Linked DNA regions of Hordeum vulgare: region 1 is linked to region 2. The links are chromatin contacts, called in public HiChIP or PLAC-seq maps. All regions are on one chromosome and are shown on one strand. Each heading gives the region's core, a stretch centred on a gene start, on an enhancer-like site or on the middle of the called end of the contact. The rest is flanking DNA. Distances are from core to core; before and after follow the strand shown. Region 1 holds the start of LOC123402195. Region 2 holds the start of LOC123401593 (protein PECTIC ARABINOGALACTAN SYNTHESIS-RELATED-like).

Region 1 (3,287 bases), core at 68-2,567, 190 kb after region 2:
TTTGGGTCGGCCCGTTGGACCGACTTTTGTGTCCGCGCCGACCCAAACGGACGTCAGCGGACGAAATGGGTCGCCCCGCTGGAGTTGCTTTTAGTTTAAGCATCCAATAAAATCATATATAAATCTTTTTTCAATAAATGATGAATTTTATTAGCTTAAATGAAACATCAAAAGGATACAAACATAATAAACAATATATCCAGTCTGTGCATAAGTAATGTTAGAAATTAATTAGGAAAGGGTGTCCAACCCCGAAAAGTCATGTCTATTATATCTCCCTATTGCCAACAGGCACCTGTTCCGGAGGGATGCCTCCGAACACGCACCTCTTCTTCGCACCTCTTCCAGATGTATATAAACTTGAGAATCAATAGAAATCACGACTGATCGTCCATTACTTTCATTCAATCTCGTTTTACTCTAACATGTTATCAGCACTTTGCCTAACAAAGAGCAATTAGGCCAAAGAAGAGAGATCGCTCACGGCGCTCTGGCACGCACACCTCCTCGACGACTCACGCGGTCCCCGACGGCCCCGCTCCTGGTTTCGGCAGGAAAGCCCTCAGCGGCTCGAGAAGAATAGACGCTTCAGCGTCGCCTTCATTGTGCCCCGGCGCTCGTTGTCGAGCAGCCGCTCCGGCTGCTGGTCTGGTCGTGACTGCGGCAGTCCGTGCCGGCGCCGTGGCCTTGTCTCCCGAGCCTGTCCGTGGCCGCGTCTGACCTTGGTCGCGCAGGACCGTGGCGTTCGTGGCCGTCCGGCCGTGCCGCCCCTCACGCGGGCGCGCCCAGTGCCCAGCGCCCTGCCAGTGGCCGCCCGTCGTGCCCGTAGCCATGACGCCCGTGGCCGCCCATCCGCGCACCGGCTCCGTCTATGCCGACAACGCCCGTCCCAGCGATTTTCTCCGCACATGTGAAGAGTAATCCTGAAATTGTAAATAGCATCCTGAATCAGGCGAACCATGAAGTCAAACGACGGGAATCAATGAGACAACCATGAAGTTGTAAATAACATCCTTAATCAGGCAAACGACATCATACAATTGGAAGTCAATACGGACTGGATAACTGAATCGAGTCAGTGCACTGCGCCAGCACCCGACAACGTTCGGGCTCCCCAACGGTCGTGGCATCCAACTCCGGCCTCCATGGTGGTTCTTGTACACAGGAGGAAGACGGGCTGCCCGGCTCATCCACGCGTTGCCGCTTCAGACCGTGGATGGCCCCGCGCCGCCCGGCCGTCGCCCGTGCCCGGCCGCCGCACGTGCCCGGCTGCGCCACGGCCGCAGCCGCCCAGTCGCGCTCGCATGCGACGGTTACATGATGGCCACAGGAGGAAGAAAGGGCATCTTATCCTTTCAGTCGTTCCTCTATTTAGTCCTTCGACTTTATTTTAATGCTAAATCGGTCCAAAATTCTGATTCGATCCTTAAGCTTGCGAATCTTTGCAGTTTAGCTATACGCTTGACTTTATTTTACAATCGAGCCATCTCGCTCTTTGAAATTTTGCATTTTCAGTTTCTTTTCTGTTGAGTTTTAACACTCCAGAAAGAAAATATGCGGCATGTTCAATGCGTTTGCTTTTTAGCAATCCCTATAACATATCTTATAGTACAATGATGTTGTTTTGCGATTGAAATTAAATTTTCTCGCATAACAATATTGATTTGCGATTGAAAAAAAAAATCTCGCAAAACAATCTCATTGCGATTGAGAATAATTTTTTTTTCTCGCAAAATATTAATTCATTTTGCTGAATTATCTTGCAACTTGATATAAAATCATCTCATTTAATTTTCAACTGAGATTTGCAACTGAGATTTTTATTTTCTTGCAAATAAAAATCAATTCATATTAATTGAGCCTTTGGCTTGATACAAGCAAGAATTGATATGCAAAATTCTAAGTGTTGTTTTCCAAATTGATGTTTTGGGATCACAATAGTGTGTAGATCTACTGCTTTGCAGATTATCACCCCTATTGATAATGCCTACATTTTGTCGTTTCGACATTATGATTGTTTTACAAAGTGCTCTTCCACACAATTTACTAAGTCATGGCACAAGACATTACGAGTGAGTCTACTGACTGTCGGGGAACGTCGCATGGGAAACAAAAATTTTCCTACGCGCACGAAGACCTATCATGGTGATGTCCATCTACGAGAGGGGATGTGTGATCTACGTACCCTTGTAGACCGTACAGCAGAAGCGTTAGTGAACGCGGTTGATGTAGTGGAACGTCCTCACGTCCCTCGATCCGCCCCGCGAACCGTCCCGCGATCAGTCCCACGATCTAGTACCGAACGGACGGCACCTCCGCGTTCAGCACACGTACAGCTCGACGATGATCTCGGCCTTCTTGATCCAGCAAGAGAGACGGAGAGGTAGAAGAGTTCTCCGGCAGCGTGACAGCGCTCCGGAGGTTGGTGATGATCTGTCTCGGCAGGGCTCCGCCCGAGCTCCGTAGAAACGCGATCTAGAGGTAAAACCGTGGAGATATGTGGTCGGGCTGCCGTGGCAAAAGTTGTCTCAAATCAGCCCTAATACCTCAGTATATATAGGAGGGAGGGGGAGGGAAGAGGCAGCCTCAAACCCTCAAGGTTTGGCCGAAATTGGAGGTGGAGGAGTCCTACTCCAATCCTACTTGGAGTAGGATTCCACCTTCCCACTTGGAAACTCTTTCCACCTTGTGTTTTTTCCTTCTCAAACCTTATGGGCCTTAGTGGGAACTTATTTCAGCCCACTAGGGGCTGGTTTATCTCTTCCCATAGCCCATGAGACCCCTTGGGGCGTGACACCCCTCCCGATGGTCCCCGGCACCCCTCCCGGCACTCCCGGTACACTACCGATGAGCCCGAAACTTTTTCGGTGACCAAAACAGGACTTCCTATATATCAATCTTTACCTCCGGACCATTCCGGAGCTCCTCGTGACGTCCTGGATCTCATCCGGGACTCCGAACAACATTCGGTAACCAACCATATAACTCAAATACGCATAAAACAACGTCGAACCTTAAGTGTGCAGACCCTGCGGGTTCGAGAACTATGTAGACATGACCCGAGAGACTCCTCGGTCAATATCCAATAGCGGGACCTGGATGCCCATATTGGATCCTACATATTCTACGAAGATCTTATCGTTTGAACCTCAGTGCCAAGGATTCATATAATCCCGTATGTCATTCCCTTTGTCCTTCGGTATGTTACTTGCCCGAGATTCGATCGTCAGTATCCGCATACCTATTTCAATCTCGTTTACCGGAAAGTCTCTTTACTCGTTCCGTAA
Region 2 (3,049 bases), core at 116-2,615:
TTATATACAATGATGTAATAATTATCACTTATCAGTGCCCAATCATGAAAGGAAACAAATGTTCTATGAAAAATTCAGAAGGTGATTTTTTTTTACCGAAAAGTTTATGTATATAACAGAGGGTGCACATCTCTCCACTGACTGAGGTATCCTTTCTTGCAGGGGAACACTATGGTTCTACGGGGAAATATCACAAAAACATGGCTAGAAGATGTTTTCATAAGAACTGGCATTGCGCTTTACATAGAAAGTATTCTGTGCTCTGACTCACATTGCTGACAGAAGTCTATGAATGAGAAGTGCATTACAATTTTAAACCCACACTAATGTTGGCAATATTTCATAGCAATAAGATGCATTCAGTTCCCATACGCTGCCTCATAAATCTGCAACCTTACATGAAAATGAAAGTATGGAATTATGGGTCAAAACTGAACTCTCGAAGAACACTGTCATTCAGGTTTTAGCCACCCTAACAAATTTCACACATCACAGTAAACACTAAGCATACCAAGAGTTTAAATAGTTGCCATAAATCTAGGTTGTGTAGTTAAGCAATAAGCGACCTCACAGTGACTGAGTACAGCAAGGCTAAAAGTGAATGGTGCAGCATATGCTACATTTTTTGTCTTTCAAGTAGTGTCAATGCTGGACTTGCCTGAGGGCTCGTCGCTTCGACGCTCTGCGCAGGGCTTCCAGGACGCGGTGGCAGCACGTGGGTTCTCCCACAGCGAGAGAGGCTCCTTCGTCTGCGCCCAATACAATTGAATTCACCAGAACAAAAAAAAATCTCACGTGAACACGAATCGCCAGAATGGTTGCTGAGATCAGGAGCACTTCACCTGGGGGCAATGTAGCGTGATCCCCTCCTTCTGGCACAAGTAGGGCGTGTTCTAGGATAAAGAAGCAAAAAATGTAAGTGCTAGCTTGGGATTCTGATGAAACCGAGCGTAGAGAGAGGGAGAAGGAACTCACGAAGCGGGACCAGAGGGAGGGCGCGGAGAAGAGGGCCGCGAGCAGGAGGAGCGCGAGGACGGCGAGCAAGATCCGGTAGGAGAGGGAGGCGGTGGGGGTCCTGGGGTCCTCGAGGGCGAGGAGGGAGCGGAGGGGAGACGGAAGGAGCTGCCTGTGGTGATGGTGGTGCGGGGGGAGAAGTGAGGAGCGGTGGGCGTCCTTGCCGTCGTCGTCGCGGCCGCGGGCGGCGGAGGTGGAAGCGAATGGGGAGGAAGCGGAGGACGCGTCGGAGTCGCGCTTTGCCGGAGAGTTGGATGCGCGGGCGGCCGCCGCCGCCGTCGAGTGCCGAAGCTCCGCCATCGCTTCCGCCGGCGGCGCGGTGCGAGACGAGAGTGGGAGTGTGCCTGTTTCAGCGTGCAGTCTCAGGACTTCGCTTTCGGTGCGTGACGGTAGTGGGAGCGCACCTGAGTCGATCTCATGCTTCGATTCTCGATCCGACGGCTGTGAGTGGCCAGTCATCCCTGACTTGCGCAGAGCAAATCGTGGACAGAAACCGTCCCTTCCATTTGGCTATTGGCTATGGAAGTTCCACAGCCAATGTCTTTTTTGTTGAGTTATAAAAGCATCCCAAGTCCGAAAATGCCAAACCGAGGCCGAGCTTTATATAGGTCTTTATTTAAAAAATTCAAATTTCAAAAAATTTAACTTTATAAAATTCTGGAAATAAATACACATGTACCAAGATACATAATGTACATGTGTGCAAATCTTCAGGTCAAAATACATTAAAATGTGAGCTGCACAAAAAGATAAATTTGGTGTTTTTAACATATATATTGTTTATTTTTAAAGTCCATGATTTTATTTTTTTGTGCAGCTCGCAATTCAAAGTATTTCATCCTGAAATTTTTCACACATACACTTTACATACTTGCATGCATGTATATTTATTTTCAGAATTTTTTAAACTGAAATTCATGAATTTTGAAAAAAAAAATTCAAAATAAAGGGCTCCATGGAGCATGGTCTCCAAAATGCCCTACTCCCCCAAGTCCTACAACTTTGTTATATGTGATGATTTAGTCCAAATTTTGCAAAACTTGACCCCGTCGTCCTATAACTTGTTGTGTATATGATGATTTAGTCCTGGACCAATCAGAGACAGCCAACTGACAGCCAAGTGGACGGGGCGGTCGTCGCCCACACTTTTGCATAAAATCCCCTGCCTTTTTACCCATTTCACTCGTGGTCTCCTCACCGACCCTTATCCATCTGAACTAAATTTGTTGGCTCGCGTGTGGATGGTTCCTCCCCTTCTATGTGCCCGAGTCGTAGCTCCCCGGCTCACCGCCGTCGTCGCGGCCTCCTCGACGATCCCATGCTACTTGTTGCAGGCCGTCTAGATCGTCGACCAGTGGTTCACCATGGCCTTCTCGCTCCGGTCCATGTGGATGTTGACAAAGTCGGGGTCGGTGTAGTTAAACTGCAGCGACGAAGTGGGCGCGAATGGAAGGACACCACGGCGTAGAGACGGTGCATGCAAGGCTGCTGACGAGTACGCATACTGCGAGTAGTTGTACTGGGTGTTGAGGCGGGCGTTGAACGCGGGTGAGGGGGTACGCGGGTCATGGCTGAAACCGGTGGGGGAGGAACGTTGCGGCGCGCCATGCGGAAAGGTGGTGTTGGGATTATTACCACCATGTGCGACACCGTCGAAGTAGCCAGGCGAGGGTACGTACCCCTAGGGCGGCATCGGTGGCAAGAGGTTGGCCGGCGACACAATGCCTTGGCGGCCCCTCCATGCGGCCTGCGGGTTACGGCCGGGAGGATTCATCATCCCCACGCGGGGCGCTCTTCCTAATCGACCGCCACCGCCGTCGCCGCCACGTCCCTGATCTTCTTGGCGTCGAGTCTCCTCTGCGGGTCTGTTGTGACCGCCTCCCGGTGTTGCACATCCGCCCTCCACTCGGCGTCCGAAACGCCCGCCGGCCTAGCCACCGACTTCCTCGGCTTCCACTGCTTCGGTTGGCTGGAATCGGCAGCGGTGACGGGGCTAGGGAAGGTGTACTTCTTCTTCGATGGCATGGCGGTCGGA

Evidence for each region. HiChIP or PLAC-seq counts read pairs in DNA pulled down with a chosen protein or histone mark.
Region 1: an H3K4me3 HiChIP or PLAC-seq map of embryo shows a contact between it and region 2, with 5 times the contacts expected there. The contact joins the promoter of LOC123402195 here to the promoter of LOC123401593 in region 2. A contact is called at or near these places in 1 of 6 Hi-C or Micro-C datasets (leaf) and 1 of 1 datasets of contacts at active chromatin or transcription factors (embryo).

The regions. Positions count from the first base shown.
Region 1 is chr6H:90,784,675-90,787,961 of MorexV3_pseudomolecules_assembly, reverse strand. LOC123402195 reads right to left here and starts at 1,317. Exons shown (of 2, transcript XM_045096074.1): 1 at 1,039-1,317; 2 at 368-923. The coding sequence starts at 1,190. The coding sequence ends at 563.
Region 2 is chr6H:90,976,620-90,979,668 of MorexV3_pseudomolecules_assembly, reverse strand. It overlaps LOC123401593 (protein PECTIC ARABINOGALACTAN SYNTHESIS-RELATED-like), which reads right to left and starts at 1,365. Exons shown (of 11, transcript XM_045095419.1): 1 at 976-1,365; 2 at 843-893; 3 at 659-749. The coding sequence starts at 1,314.